Regions from separate parts of the Mus musculus genome. Here all the other regions are linked to region 2. The links are chromatin contacts, called in public HiChIP or PLAC-seq and promoter capture Hi-C maps. All regions are on one chromosome and are shown on one strand. The core of a region is the stretch at or near the end of the contact, and the rest is flanking DNA. Distances in the headings are between cores, read along the strand shown. Region 1 overlaps Mad1l1 (MAD1 mitotic arrest deficient 1-like 1). Region 2 holds the start of Elfn1 (leucine rich repeat and fibronectin type III, extracellular 1). Region 3 holds the start of Ints1 (integrator complex subunit 1). Region 4 overlaps Mad1l1 (MAD1 mitotic arrest deficient 1-like 1). Region 5 overlaps Mad1l1 (MAD1 mitotic arrest deficient 1-like 1).

The links. HiChIP or PLAC-seq counts read pairs in DNA pulled down with a chosen protein or histone mark. Capture Hi-C pulls out chosen DNA fragments and counts their contacts.
Region 1: an H3K27ac HiChIP or PLAC-seq map of oligodendrocyte precursor cells shows a contact between it and region 2, with 5 times the contacts expected there. The contact joins the enhancer-like site here to the promoter of Elfn1 in region 2. A contact is called at or near these places in 18 of 39 promoter capture datasets (the 3T3-L1 cell line, 3T3-L1-derived adipocytes, the C10 cell line and 13 more), 28 of 484 Hi-C or Micro-C datasets (the N1E-115 cell line, bone marrow-derived macrophages, brain and 18 more), 18 of 115 datasets of contacts at active chromatin or transcription factors (SST interneurons, astrocytes, craniofacial prominence and 12 more) and 4 of 9 other capture datasets (adipose tissue, embryonic stem cells, liver and 1 more).
Region 3: a contact with region 2 is called in a promoter capture Hi-C map of pancreatic islet. The contact joins the promoter of Ints1 here to the promoter of Elfn1 in region 2. A contact is called at or near these places in 1 of 39 promoter capture datasets (neural stem cells) and 1 of 9 other capture datasets (pancreatic islet).
Region 4: an H3K4me3 HiChIP or PLAC-seq map of forebrain shows a contact between it and region 2, with 4 times the contacts expected there. The contact joins the enhancer-like site here to the promoter of Elfn1 in region 2. A contact is called at or near these places in 10 of 39 promoter capture datasets (the 3T3-L1 cell line, 3T3-L1-derived adipocytes, cranial neural crest and 6 more), 2 of 484 Hi-C or Micro-C datasets (cerebral cortex and cortical neurons) and 14 of 115 datasets of contacts at active chromatin or transcription factors (SST interneurons, astrocytes, embryonic basal ganglia and 10 more).
Region 5: a contact with region 2 is called in an H3K4me3 HiChIP or PLAC-seq map of forebrain, with 2.8 times the contacts expected there. The contact joins the enhancer-like site here to the promoter of Elfn1 in region 2. A contact is called at or near these places in 11 of 39 promoter capture datasets (the 3T3-L1 cell line, 3T3-L1-derived adipocytes, the HPC-7 cell line and 8 more), 1 of 484 Hi-C or Micro-C datasets (nephron progenitors) and 7 of 115 datasets of contacts at active chromatin or transcription factors (craniofacial prominence, embryonic forebrain, embryonic hindbrain and 4 more).

Annotation. Positions count from the first base shown.
Region 1 is chr5:140,122,008-140,124,707 of GRCm38.p6, forward strand. The region is part of intron 13 of Mad1l1 (MAD1 mitotic arrest deficient 1-like 1); the gene reads right to left. Among named protein-coding and RNA genes, the nearest start is that of Gm30492, 28 kb to the left of the region's middle. Within about 2 kb of position 1,429, at least 36 of the 459 cell types and tissues checked have an H3K27ac peak or open chromatin away from gene starts, as enhancers often do. A contact at or near this core is called in the N1E-115 cell line, cerebral cortex, cortical glia and 7 more, where this site is marked.
Region 2 is chr5:139,906,506-139,909,305 of GRCm38.p6, forward strand. Elfn1 (leucine rich repeat and fibronectin type III, extracellular 1) reads left to right here and starts at 1,361. Exons shown (of 2, transcript NM_001384186.1): 1 at 1,361-2,308.
Region 3 is chr5:139,774,336-139,777,035 of GRCm38.p6, forward strand. It overlaps Ints1 (integrator complex subunit 1), which reads right to left and starts at 1,343. Exons shown (of 47, transcript NM_026748.2): 1 at 997-1,343; 2 at 1-243. The coding sequence starts at 1,135.
Region 4 is chr5:140,090,587-140,093,314 of GRCm38.p6, forward strand. All of the region lies in intron 15 of Mad1l1 (MAD1 mitotic arrest deficient 1-like 1), which reads right to left. Among named protein-coding and RNA genes, the nearest start is that of Gm30492, 3.5 kb to the right of the region's middle. Within about 2 kb of position 1,270, at least 28 of the 459 cell types and tissues checked have an H3K27ac peak or open chromatin away from gene starts, as enhancers often do. A contact at or near this core is called in cerebral cortex, cortical neurons and forebrain, where this site is marked.
Region 5 is chr5:140,060,177-140,062,876 of GRCm38.p6, forward strand. The region is part of intron 17 of Mad1l1 (MAD1 mitotic arrest deficient 1-like 1); the gene reads right to left. Among named protein-coding and RNA genes, the nearest start is that of Gm30492, 34 kb to the right of the region's middle. Within about 2 kb of position 1,310, at least 36 of the 459 cell types and tissues checked have an H3K27ac peak or open chromatin away from gene starts, as enhancers often do. A contact at or near this core is called in forebrain, where this site is marked.

The DNA.
Region 1 (2,700 bases), core at 179-2,678, 220 kb after region 2:
ATCTATTTTCTACTTCACTGAAGAAAACCTGGGTCTAGAGTCAGTTATAAAAACAAGAAAACATGGGACTAATTGGATTGCGTCTTCAGGGACCCTGCCAAATGCCTCAAACCATGGGCCAGATTCCAAACTCATCCTGCTAAAAGGATTTTACACACAAAGTGCTTTTTGGAGGGCTCATCTGCAGCTGAGCAGTGGGGCCCCAAGCACATGCCTGCCAAGTGAGGGGGGATGAGGTGAAGAGGAGCCCTGTGCAGGCTGGGTGGGGGTTGCTTCACCACCTGCTGCTGCCCCGCCTCCTGTTTTTTTCAAACTGAATGTCCTAGAGAAGCTGATTCTGCCCACTCCACTCTCCAAGACTGGCAGGCATGTGAATATTCTCCCCTTTGGCACTTTCTGGCAGGTCAGCTAGTGCTGACTGTGCCCTGACACTCTCTACACCCAGGTGTGACCTGAAGCCAGGTTGTGGAGAGGACAGCATGTATCTCTCAGCAGGAGGCTATGCTCATATGTACTGGAGGTAAAGATGGGGATGCTGCCTGCTGCCCACTGCCCACCAAGACTTTGTGGTCCTCAGGAGCAAGTATTTACCTGGTTATTTAAACTGTAGGTAAAAGTTGAGGCCCTCCACTTCCAGGCTCCCATTCCAATGCTGTTCACCATAATGTATACCAACTAGATTGCAGGATCACAGAGCAGGGAGGGTGCCCCAGGCCTGGCTGGAGGGATAGCATGGACATTCCTGTCCCTAAGGTGGGGATGGATGAGCCAGGATACACTCTAAATCAGGGCAGGGAATGTGAAAGTCCCAGACTGCCGCTGACCTAGGCAAATGACAGAGATTTTCTGGACCTGTCTTCTTCCATCCTAACAGCCCCATCACAGGCTGCCACAGAAAGAAACTACACCGTGTGTCAGTGACCAACAAATCTATCAGACCAAACTCCTAAATGCTGGTCCTGCTGCTACACTGGGAGGGAGACCCCTTTCACCTCCTCTCCCCGCCCCACACTCCTATGCCGTCTGCTCAAGTAGTAGCCACTAAAAAGGCAGGTGTACGCGGGGCCTAGTGGTACATGGGGTAACCCCAGCCCTAGAGTGGTAGATGAAAGAACAAGCATCAGCTACATCATGAGTTTAAGGCTAACCTGGGCTCATGAGACCATGTCTCAAAAGTACAAAAGGCACTTACAGAAAATGCAGGGCAGAGCCTAGCACCAGCCTTTGCTTTCTAAGCATTAATACACTTCATGTTGCTGTGCCCTGATCACACAGACAAGGACACACACTGCACTCCTCCTTTGTCCCAGGGCCCTAACTTCTTTCTGTCAGGGTCTGCTCTGATTGACACAGGTGGGCAGAGGCTGAAGGAGAGTAAATGCAAATGACTTCCGCTCTGCAGAAGCTGACACGCCCACCGCCAGGCCATTCTCCAGAGGTAACACATGCTGAGGACAGTTCCTGCAATCTCTGACTCAGAGTGGAGAAGGGACACCAGCAGCCTCCCTGCTCTAACAGCTGGGTTGAAGCAAAGACTCTGGCGTCTCTGCTTGGGCCAGGTCAGGCCTGGAAGGTGTGGACACGAAACAGTAGGAAGCCGCAAGAAGTGGGGTGAATGCTGCGTCTGTGGAATTCTTGGAGTCTAAGCTTGAGCCAGCCTGGTATAGGAAGCCTTGGTGCAGATGATGCTTGGGTCCCTGGTGGCTGGGTCAAACCTCCAAAGTGGTCAACAGAATAGATGCAGCTCTATGAAAACTGTGAACACTGGCTGGAGGTGTGGCTCAGGAGAGTGCACGCTCAGAACTGGGTTGGATTCCTCAGCACAGCAAAACCCAACAACTTCAAAGGGCTTTCTTGCAAAACTGGTTTTCCCCCCACCCCACCCCCCATGCTTATGCTAAAATTCCCATGGAATTGCAAGGTGCTCTGAATAGTCAAGATGATCTTGATGGGGTGCAGTGGTTGTTTTTCTCCATGCTGCAACAAAACACCTGACAGAAAGCAGCCGAAGGAAGGGTTTACCCCAGCTCACAGTCTGAGGGTGCAGCCCACCCACCACGGTGGAGAAGGCATGGCAGGCAGGGGTGGGGGTGCTGGGTGGTGGTAGGAACACACAGGAGTGTGAGGAGGTTGCTCACACTGCAGCCACAGGCATAACACAAAGGGGTGGGTGCTGGGCTCAGCTCACTTCCTCCTCTTCATTCAGTCCAAGACCTCAGCCTAGGGAGTGTGCTGTGCACACTTGGATGGTCTTCCTACCTGAGCTAACCCAATCTAGAAACCCGCTCAGATGTACACAGAGGTATGTCTCCTAGGTGAGTCCACATCCTGTGATGATGACAACCAAGATCTAAACAATGCATTATGAGGGTGGGGACACACAGGCAGAATGCTCATATCAACCTAAGAGCAAAGGATAAGAAAGACAAGAACTTAGGTGGTGGCATAAGGAAGGACCCACAGGCGGAACTGGAACTGAGTTCAGCACTGAACACAAACTGGCACAGCCAGCTGGTTTTCAATGAGGTGGCCATGACTACCAGGTAGAAGAGGAGTCTCAGAAGGGGGCAGGATTGAGACAAGTGGATATGCGCACACAGGAACAGGGTTTGAGCCCTAACTCATGCCACAATAAAAACCAACTCAAAGTGGATCAGAATCAAAACATGAGACGGAAGGAAGATACAGGCAAAGGAAGAT
Region 2 (2,800 bases), core at 111-2,610:
GGAGGGGGGAGGCGTGGGCGTCGGCAAAGATGTGTGTGAACTTCTGCCAGAACTTCATGTTCTTCATGAGGGTGGGCTAAGGGGTGAATTATGGGGTGTGCCCGTTAGGTGTGAACCTGCTCTGCAAACGTGTGGGTGCAACATACATAGTGTCCACCCTGGGTCATGTACACATGCCTGCTAGTGACATGGCTCAGGAGAATGGGAGAGGAAGGGAGGAATGGGGGCGGGGCGGGAGATGAGAGAACCAGGAGAAAGCTCTGGCCTCATCCCCGTGGCTCTGGCCAGGGGTTAGCTTGTGGCCTTCCCAGCTTGAGGGGTGCCTGGCTTGTTTTTTGTTTTTTGTTTTTTTGAAGGGCCCGGCAAAAGCTACCCTAAAAGCAGGCTTTGGAGCCTTCAGTCCCGGCTGGATTCTCTTGAGGTCTGAGCAAGGGTAGACCCACAGCTCTGTCCTTGACCACCATGCTCTGTGTCTAAGAATCCACCGGAAAGACGATAGAGCCTCCTCTACCCTCAGTCCCTAACTGGAATCTCACTCCTCAGGGTTCCAAAGGAAAAATGGGGCTGGGGAAAGCCTAGGATCGGCCAAGTGTGGGCTGCCTGCCGGTGCTGCAGGCTGGATCTAGTCGAGTCGCAGGACAGGCCACAGGACCCGAGCTCGGGAAGCTCCTGGTCCTCTGGCCGCGCTACTCCAAGGTTCAGGCTATTCCCATGCTGGTCCCTGGTGGTCTGGCAACCCAAGGGACAAGTCCCCGCCCCCAGCCTCTCCTCGCCCCTTACTATGTATACTTGGCTGCACTCTGCGGCTCCAGTCCCCTTCGTTGGCATTGTGTCCCGAAGCCTGGCTCTTGAGAGTGCTCCAGCTCGGAGGAGGCGTCCAAAAAGGGTTGCACCCACTCTGCCCAAAGGGGGGTCCTTCAGCTCCGCAAGCGCACGGAGGCTCGAAAGCTGTGCGCAAGGCCTTAGCCCGGCGAGGGCGCTCTTGAACTTGATTTTGATTTTCAACCCAAGGCCAAAGCTACCGCCTGGGGAAGGGGCGCGGTAGGGAATGGGATACCAGCGGGCTCAGTCAGTGTTCCTGGAACCATGGGGGTGGGGGGTGGGGGTGGGTGGGAGGGTGGACAGCCCCAGAGGGATGACTTGGATCCCCGGAAAGCACACATTAACTCCCCCCCCCCACACACACAGAGGCTAGTGGGAGGGGAATCCACTACTCGGAACCTTCCGGGAATGGGAAGGTGCCAGGCTGATCTCACGCCTCCCGGCCTCTCAGCCCAAGGGGGTGGTGACATACAATGCAGAGAGGAGGGACTGTGAAGGGGGTCGGTGACCTTAGGAGAGAGCAAGTCCCTGGTGGGAAGAGAGAATGTTGCATCTCGGAGGGCCTGACAACCTTGTACCATCTCTGATTCTCCCCTCCCCGCCGCCCGCCCCGTGAAACAATCGTCCCTGCGGGTGGAGCTGTGACACGCGCGCTTACATAGGGTCTGACTTCGGGGTCAACTTCTACATGGCTTCCTGCGGGTGCGTGTGTGTGCACAGGCGTGACTGTACGCGCGTGCACATCTCTGCCTCTCGTACCCACCTCCCATCGCCACGAAGGGTCCCAACCCCATGACACTCGGGGACTTGGGCTCCACGGCTCTTAGCTCAGTGGCCTGGGACGCGGGCAGGGGACGCAGGCAAAGCCAGGAAAAGGAGGCGAGGCTGTGTTGCGGCGTCCTGAGATGTCCCCCCGGCTCCAGCCAACTTCCCCTCAGGGAGCCTTGATCCCCTCCCGGGGCAACCTATGGACGTGCAGCGGCCCCCGCCCCTGCTCCGGTCCCCTCCCCGCGCGGCTCCCACGTCCGACCTGCCTCGCGCTCACAAAATGAACCACCGCCTCGCGTCGCCGCGGCCGCTGCCGCCGCGCCCGCTCCCGAGCTCGAGAGCCGGAGCCGCCCGGCCCCTTCGGCGTCGCCGGCGCCGCGGCCGCCCCGCCTGCCCGGCCGGTCCGGGGCTGCTCCGATCGCGCGGTCCCCGGCTCTTGACGCAGTGAGCGCCGCAGCCCGGCTCCCGCAGGCTCCTCTCCGCTCCCGGCGAGAGGCCGATCCTCAAGCCCGGCGGGCTCCGGGAGGGGCGGGCAACGCGGGAGGGGGAGGAGGTCTGTCTGGAGCCAGCAAGAACCCCGAGGAGGAAGAGGAGGAGGAAGCAGGGGCAGCCGCCGCCGCCGCCGCCACCGCCACCGCGGCGCTCCGGGGACTTCGGCGCGCGTGCTCTGCTAGCCGGTGATCGAGCCTTCAACCCTGGGGGCCACAACCCCGTTCAGGTAGGAAGGGGTGTGCAGCGAGTGGTGGTCCCCTCTGCCGCAGACGTGGGGTCCACAGGTCCCCGCCCCTGGAGGGGGAGGGGCAGGAAGGATACGCTCTCGCCGGCTTCCCGGGTGGCGCGGGAGTCCCCAACGGCTCCCGCAGCCCTGGTTGCCCCTATCGCCTCAGTCCCCCTCGCCGTGTCCTGGCCGTCCGCACCTGGACCGAGTCCCCTCTTCACCCGGGGGGTTTCAGATGCAGCGCGTTTAGTCTGAGGCTCCAGGGCGCCCTCCACTCAGCCGCCTTCCCAAAACCCGAAGTTCTCGATCGCCGATCTCTGGCTGGACAAACTTCCCTCCCGACTCCGCCGATCGGAGCGCCTGGGCTTGGGTCCCCTGCCCCCACCTCGGATTAGGAAGCACCACCGAGGACCCGAAACTTTGCTGAGCGTGCTGCCTAGGCCGTGGTGGGGTCGGTCTGCTGTAGGGTGCATGGGACGGCCTTAGTGCCCC
Region 3 (2,700 bases), core at 93-2,592, 130 kb before region 2:
GCTTCTCTGCAACTGCGGCTTCAGCCAGACGTCCCAGGGCGCTCAGTGGGGGAGTGGAGGACAGTTTGGGGCGCTTAGTGAGGCCGGTCAGCGCAGAGGTCCCAGACAGAGAAGCTGAAGCATCTCTCTTGCGCTCTGAGGGTAGCCCAGAAGGGGCTGGCTTCAGCAGGGTGGACGTTGTCTTTGATTCACTGGCCTGACCCTTGGACCCCAGAGCAATAAAGTCCCCAGGGGGAGGGTGCCCTGCAGAGGAACAGAAAACCCACACCTGTGATACCCAATCTCAGAGTGGGCCCCCAAGAGACAAAAGTAAAGCCTGAGGTTGTCCAACCACCCTGGCAGAGCAAGCGATGGCTGACGCTGATCCAGTGCTGACTAGAAACTAAGCCATCTGTAACTCATAAGCACTGTCTACTTAATTCTCACCGGGCTTCTTCAAAAGTTATGACCCTCGTTTTACAAATAAAGACACAGAAGTTAGGCAGGGGACTGGTGGCACATGCCTTTAATCCCAGCACTTGGGAGGCAGAGGCAGGAGGATTTCTGAGTTCAAGGCCAGCCTGGTCTACAGAGTGAGTTCCAGGTCAGCCAGGGCTACACAGAGAAACCCTGTCTCGAAAAAACCAAAACAAAACAAGACAAAACAAAATAGACAGAAGTTAAGTAATGTGCCAGTGTCACACAGTTAGCAAGAAGAAACTTTAGGACCCCAGTCTAGATTATCCGGCTTCAGAGACTGTGATTCTGGTCCAGGTACCCTGTCCTTGCCAGATGCTCAGCAGGACAAGGATGCCCTTGTCCTTTAGGAGCCCCTCAGGACAGCAATGTATGCAGGAAGCCTGGGTTGGATGACCGTTGTCCTGCTGTGTTGGATGCCCACGCTCTCCCAACAGTCCCAAGTTAACTATGTCCCGTAGGAACCCCTTCAGTGGCCATGCCGGCCTTCATGGAACCCATTCATTGACCGTCTCGAGGTCGCCGCGCGCAGGGACGCACCTGAGGGCTTGGCGGCCGCGCTGGGTCTCCGTACGGTGGTGGGCTTGGCTCGATTCATCCTCCCCGCGGCCCGGGCGCCCCTAGAGGAAGCGCCTTCACCTGGGAGGAGGCGGCGGGAGTCACTCGCTCGCTCAGTCATTCATCCCTCGCACCGGGGCCACTGGACCGAGTGCCCAGGGCCGCCTACCGGGGTCACAGAAAGGGGCCAAGTGCGGCACACACGCGGCCGACTGCGGAGACGGATGTCACCGCAGGGAGCGGACTTCACCTGGGTGCAAAGGCCCCTCACCTCCGGTGCAGCACTCTGCAGACCCGAGACACGGGCGCTCCGGAAGTGCAAACTGATCTGCGAGCCTTCCGAGCGCTGATTTCTCACATAACCGGAAGTAAAACAAACCCGAAGGCGAGGAAGAGAGGAGAGAGGCAGGCAGAGCCTACTAGTGTTTGCACCGCCCTCTGGCGGCCGGAGGCTGGATGGACCTATGCCTGTCTGAAAGCTGGGCTTGTTGGGCATAAACTGTTCCCTCTTACGGTTTTGGAGCTAAATCTGATCCTAGCTCAAGAAGTCAAAATCCAGCCGGTCGGTGGTGGCGCACGCCTTTAATCCCAGCATTTGGGAAGCAGAGGCAGGCGGATTTCTGAGTTCGAGGACAGCCAGGGCTATACAGAGAAACCCTTTCTCAAAAAACAACAACAACAAAAAAGTCAAAATCCTACTTTCATATTGATACATGCTCTAAAATGTTGAAGGCCTCTGTCAATGGCCTCTGGATTCACCTGATTTGGGTACCTCTGTCAATGGCCTCTGGATTCACCTGATTTGGGTACCTCCCTCTCCATGGAGACCTCTACATGGAGCTATCAGGATAGGTACTGCAGGTCTCCTCTAAGGAAGTCCCAGATAGATTGTCCAGCTGCTGGGACAAAGACAAAATTCCAGACATGGTCCCGAGACCATGTTTGTGTGTGTGTACATGTATGTGTGTATACATATATATGTATGTGTGTTTATGTATGTGTGTGAATGTCTGAGTGTATCTATACACATATAGACAGACAGATAGACATTCCAAGGTCATAGAATTAGGATTGGGAGCCCAAGACCCTCAAGCGCCCTTAATGGATTGTCCCCATGATGGCCAGCCTCCTTGGTGCCAGCAAGCCCAGAGCTATATAGTAAACATTTGTGGGCTGAATAAAGGATGTGTTTGAACATTGTGGCACAAAGGGAGCTTCAGGCAGAGAGCTGGTTTTCAGCCCCAGGAGCGCACCTCCCATACCTGTCAGTGCCTGCAGTTCAGGGTCTTTCTTACTGTGATGCCAGGGCTACAATAACAGTATGTCAGGGTAAGCAGGATGGGTCAGTAGGTGAAAGAGCTTGCTGAGCCAACTCTACAAATTTGTCCTCTGACTTACACGTGTGCTGTGGTGTGCATGGCTGTACATTCACATCATGCACACTCATACCCACAATAACAATAGATAAAATTTAGATTTTAAAAAGGGATGAGTTGTCACAGTGTGGTCACACACACCTTTAATCCCAGCACTCAGGAGGCAGAGGCAGGTGAATCTCCGTGAGTTCCAGGACAGCTGGAGCCACATAGACAGACTCTGACCCAAAACAAAAGCAAAATCAAACAAAATGGCGGGGAGTCTGTTTACTCCAGTAGATCCTAACCCAGTGACAGTGGAACCCAGCTC
Region 4 (2,728 bases), core at 20-2,519, 180 kb after region 2:
GAAGCAGGCATCCCATGAAGAAGGGATGTATAGTCTTGCATGGCACTGAGTAGACAATGGGTGGTGACTGCAATATGCCATGTGGTGGGGACCACAGTGTGCCATGTGGTGGTGACCGCAAAGCCACTGAAGGGACCCATTAAAGATGGGAGGCCCTCTGCTGCCTCCACTGGGCCCAAGACAGACTTCAGTGAGGTCTGAGGTGACTCAGGAAGTCAAACAAGGAGTTAGTTGTCTTCTCTGGCCAACCTCTCTGCAGGTACCCCTGCTCTAAGGCATGTAACAGGGCTGGCACAGAGGGTGGAATGGAGGCAGAGAACTGGCCTGTGATAAGCCCTAAGCTGATGGATCTGGGATCCAATCTTCAAAGCCCCAGTGCCAGTGGATGTTCAGCAAGGGAAACTGAACTCCATGTCTACATAAAGGGGCTTCCTGGCTCCTCTGGCCTTAGTCTCCCTCCTAGGATATCTGCTGAGGGAACAGGAAATAGCCCACCCATTTAGACCACCAGGCACAAAGGAGCAAAGAAGCTGGGAGACTCATTTAGTGAGGCAGCCGGTGGTTAATAAGCCTCCATGAACCATGAGCTAAGCTGCTGTAGGCCACTGCCCCTCTGTAGTGCCGAAGGGCAGTATGATCTTTACCTGGAGTACCTCACCCAGGCCACACACAGTCTGTCAGCCTTTAGCCACCCCTCCAGATATGCTTGGGGGGGGGGGGGCGTCGAGGGCTTAAGAGGAGCAGCAGAACAGTAAGATCCTCATATGGGATAGGGGTGTGTGTGTGTGTGTGTGTGTGTGTGTGTGTAGGGAATGGGGAGCAGAGAGTGCCAGAACTACCTGCAGGGAACAGTAGGGCTTGCAAACTTGGCTTCCCAGATCACATCCTGAGTATATTCTCATCAGAAGGAGGGGAAGGAGGAGGCCACCAGCCAGAACTAGGAAGAAGGAGGGAGGGGGAGGCCGGGCAGGCTCTTCAGAGCTTTCCTTAGAATCTTGTAAAGCCCTGGGGATGAAGAGGCTCCCGGAACGCTAGCTGATTCCCTGGCTTTCAGGGTTGAGACTGTTACTTGTGCAATTTCAACAGTCTGTTATTCCGTGCAATTTCACCAGTCGGGGAGATAACCAAGCATGTGAAATCCATCACCCACGCCCGCTGTGACAGCCCTGGGGCTGGACACGCATCTCGGCTTCCCTGCCCAGGCCAAGCACTGGGAGCTGGGTAAGGGATCAGAGCCCAGCCTGCCACTGCCTGTGGAGCCAGCCAGCTCTTCAGGGCTACCGCCTGTTCCAGTGCCCACTGCACAGCTTGGTGAGAAAGCAGCCACAGACTATAGGCGTGGGAACTGGCAGGGAAAAGCATCACGTGTGCCAATGAAACCATGCTCACCCAAACACAGGAATTTTTATGTAGCCTAAGATAGTCCTGATTTTTCTTTTTACAGACTTTAAAACCTACAACTAAACCCTTAGTTTGGGTGCTATAGAGGCTGACAGGTTGGGTCTGGGAGATCTCAAGCTGAGGGGAGGAATAACTGGTCTTGGAACAGTTTCCGTAGCTCCATACTGAGCACACAACACAGAAGACATTGTGAGACTCCTGGGGAGAGCTGGGTGTGGTGGTGCACACTTTTTATCCCGGAACTCAGGAGGCAGAAGCAGGAGGATCTCTAGGAGTTTGAGGTCAGCTTGGTCTATACAGTGAGGTCTAGGCCAGCTTAGGCTACAAGTGAGACCCTGTTTCAAAAAACAGACAGACACATACATATACACAGACAAGGAGGGAGGAAGTGAGAGAGAGAGGGAGGGAGGGATCCAGAGAGATCCTAGGGAGGAAGGAGGCACCAGCCTGAGCCCCTCCTGCCATGAGGAGTTCCAAGGCAGGCCACCGTCTCACTCCGTAGAGCATGAAGCCAACAGAAGCCAACAGCGAAGCATCAGTGCTTACTCAAAACAAGTACCCAGCCAGGCACTGACAGGCGACAAGTGACAGCCCATCACTACCCTTGCACCTGCACCTTATAACACACTTCGTCATCTTAAACACTTGTTTTATTAGCTGTCCCCTAGCAGAGGTCAGCTCCGTGAGGACAGGGCTGTCTGTCTCGTTCTTCACAGTGCTTCTGGCACTGACAGTGTGTCTGGTATGGCACAGACTCTACCGGATGAATGCTTAACAAATAGAACATTTCTCGGGCCAGAATGTACTTCACACGCTTAGAAATCAGATCACCAACTGAAGCATAAAGAACCAAGAGGTCCAGAGAAACACGCCGGCCTCCCTCCTGTGACAGACACGGCATCTCTACTCCTGAGTAGCTATGGGGCCGCTGCTGCAGACAGAAGTGACCCCAATTTAAGAACTCTCTTCCTTACATGATAACCTGGAGGCACAAGGGTTACAGATGAAGGAGCAGCTGTGTGTAGCTATCACATATAGGGAGAAGGCAGAGCCAAGGGCATCGTCCGAGTCCACTGTCATGTGTGCACCCAGCACCCACCTAGGTTTCTGTGCTCAAGTCCTATAGCAGGGCTGAGAGAAGGGGTTTCAAGCTTGGACTAGGAAGGAAACTGAGTGGCAGAGGTCAGGGCCACATGGTGCAGGAGGTGAGCTGGGTGGGTGTCACCCATGTTAAGGCTTGTGTAGCCTCAAGACTACCAGAGAGAGCTATCAGTGCTACCACCACCAGACACACCAAGGCCCTTACTGCAAGGGAGGGCTAGCCAAG
Region 5 (2,700 bases), core at 60-2,559, 150 kb after region 2:
TCACGTGTGTATTAACTGGGCTTTGGCAGATACATGATCCCTTCCTCCAAGAAGCATGCTTAGGAAACAGAAGGAAAAAGACTCCAAGTTCTTTTCCTTGCACAGCTATCCTGTGGATGGAGAAACTGACCCAGGCTCTCCTGAGCCCACCCAGCAGGAGTCATATGCTGCATGGCTGAAGGGCCCTGGGTATGGGTCTCTGGGACATTTGCATTTCCCGTGCATACACCTGCAGTCTTTGGCAGCCCGGCACTGTGGGTACAGGTGTGTGGAAGCTGGCTGCCTCCTCACCTGCTCTTTCTGCTATGAGCGTAGGCTCTGTGTGCTTCCGCAAGAGCTCGGCAGACGGAATCACAGTGATATGCCTATCCTGAGGCTGGGCACACAGTTTAGGAAGTGCCCACTGTAGGGTGCCAGGTTGCTGGGGGATGGTGGAGCTCTGCAGTTTTGGGAGGCAGGTAGTTCAAGCAGCTTCTATCCCAACAAATGTCACACTGTGCCCAGAGACAAAACCACAGTAAGGGGCAACATGGTCATACTGCAGGCTGAGCCAGACATCCCATTGGTGGTGCAGAGGCCACAACACACATCCCAACAGCAGTACCATGACCCAGCACCTTGAACCAGCATTGCTGGGAGGAACAGGCAGCTATGAGTAGTCCAGCCATTTGCCTAGAGACCTGGGAGGCGCCTCCAAAGCCCTCACCATAGCATGGCCTTTGGCTCAGGCCTCTGATTAGCAAGATGTGCTAGTAAAAGGATGGTGCTTATACTGTGGATACTGACCGTACCAGAAGTCCAGGCAGAGGCAGGAGGATCTTGGTCATGGCCTGCCTGGGCTACAGTGGGACATTATGTAAAGAAAAAAGGAAAACACAAGAGACAGGTCTGGAGTAAAACTGCATGAGGACCTGAGTTCCATCCCAGCACCCATGTAAAAAGCTGGGCCCAGCCATGCTAGACTGTGGAGTGGTCAGAGGCATGAGAGAAGGGGACCCAAGGTCAGAGTCACCTGTATCTTAAGAGCTATGCAGTCAATTCTATTGGCCGCTGTCTGGCTTCTTGTTTCTGACTACCTTCTGAGCAGTCCTTATGAACCACAGGGAATGAGATTACACCACAATTGCTGCGGACATTTGGTAGGCCACTCCTTCCAGGTCCAGTCTTTCCAAGGAAACTGGAGACTCTGGGGTCCAACTTCTCTTGGGAGAGGAGGAGTGGGCAAGATGCCAGACTCCTGATGTATGCTGGAGCTGAGCTCCTGCCTTCCCCCACACAGCAGCCTTGGGAGGCAGCTCGGCCACCCACACACGGCAGAGGCTGGGTCCAGGCTGGGAAGGGAAGCAGAGCCATGTGGGACCGTGAGCCAACCCTCAATTATCCCAGCGCACATTTGCAGAACCTGCTTGGCTGGAAACAGGCCCCAGCTATTTCTAACTCTGCCACAGACCCCTCCTGCCTAGAAGCTGTTTGGGGTGAAAAGAAAATGAGCGGAAGTTATGTGAGCTGGGGGATGGAGTGGCCTTGCCTGAGACTGAGCTGGCCATGGCCACACACTTGTGTATGAGCCAGCCCTGCCTCCTGCCTGGTCCCTATCCATTTTCCTTCTTCTCTTACCAACCTCCAATAGATCTGTGAGTGCCCTATCTGCTAGCCAGGTATTGGCTGGTGGATGAGGGTTATAAAATTGCTTTAGCTCTAATAGTATTATAGAGGGTATGAGGGTATATAATGACCAAAGATGGGATGGGATGGGAGTCTTGGGGAGAGACTTCCTGTTGGAAGATCCACTGTGGTCCTACTGGTACTACATTGTACAGGGGGATTTCTCAGGGCTGTGTGGGCCCCAGAGGCCAGAATGGCACAAAAGGGCCTCAACCCTAGGAAGGGACCTGGTACCATGGAGAGAAGACATAGGTGACCCAATGGCCTAGAGATGCTCTAAGGTTGCTGCCGGGGCACCCATGTTCCCTACTAGGGGAGTAAGTGGGGTTGGGAGTAAGGAAAGGGTGTGCCTGGGGTCTTGCCACTTCCTCTTTGAGACTTGCTTGCCTAGCTTGCCCACTGTGGACAACGCTGGAGAACTGCTTTAAAGGCTCTGCCAGGGTCAGCAGGGAAAAAAAAAAAAGACCACAGGCTGCACACAGGAGGGCAGCATCTGTAGGTAACAGCTTAGTCACCAACAAGGTCCCTCAAGTGACCCACACCTGCACAGAACCTGTAATTATCTGCATTTGACTGATGAGGAAAGCAGATGACATAAAGGCAGACAGCTGGTTAGAACCAGCTCATACTGCAGTGCTCTGAGGACCAGCGTGTGTCTAGCACTGAGTTCCTGCACTCACTTCCTTCCACAGCTGGATAGCATGGGGCCATGGAACAGAACTCTCCCGATTGGACAGGGCCAGGTAAGAGGAGGGAGTGAGTCAGAAGGGCAGGCTGAAGCCATGGTTGCTACAGCTAGCCAAGGGGAGGCTTTGGAGAAAACTGTAGCCAAAGCCTACAAGAAACATTTCCTGGTCTCGCTGAGCTGCCTGCAAGGCTCATTGTCCTTGGTGCAGAGGGGTGGGCCACAAGAACCTGAGTGGGGCAAACGGGTGACTCTAGAGGCTGCTTCAGACCCTGCTGTGGAGAGACAGATGCCCCCTACAAGGAGGGAGACAGTCCCTCAGGGAAAGTGCTTGCCTTACAAGCACCCAG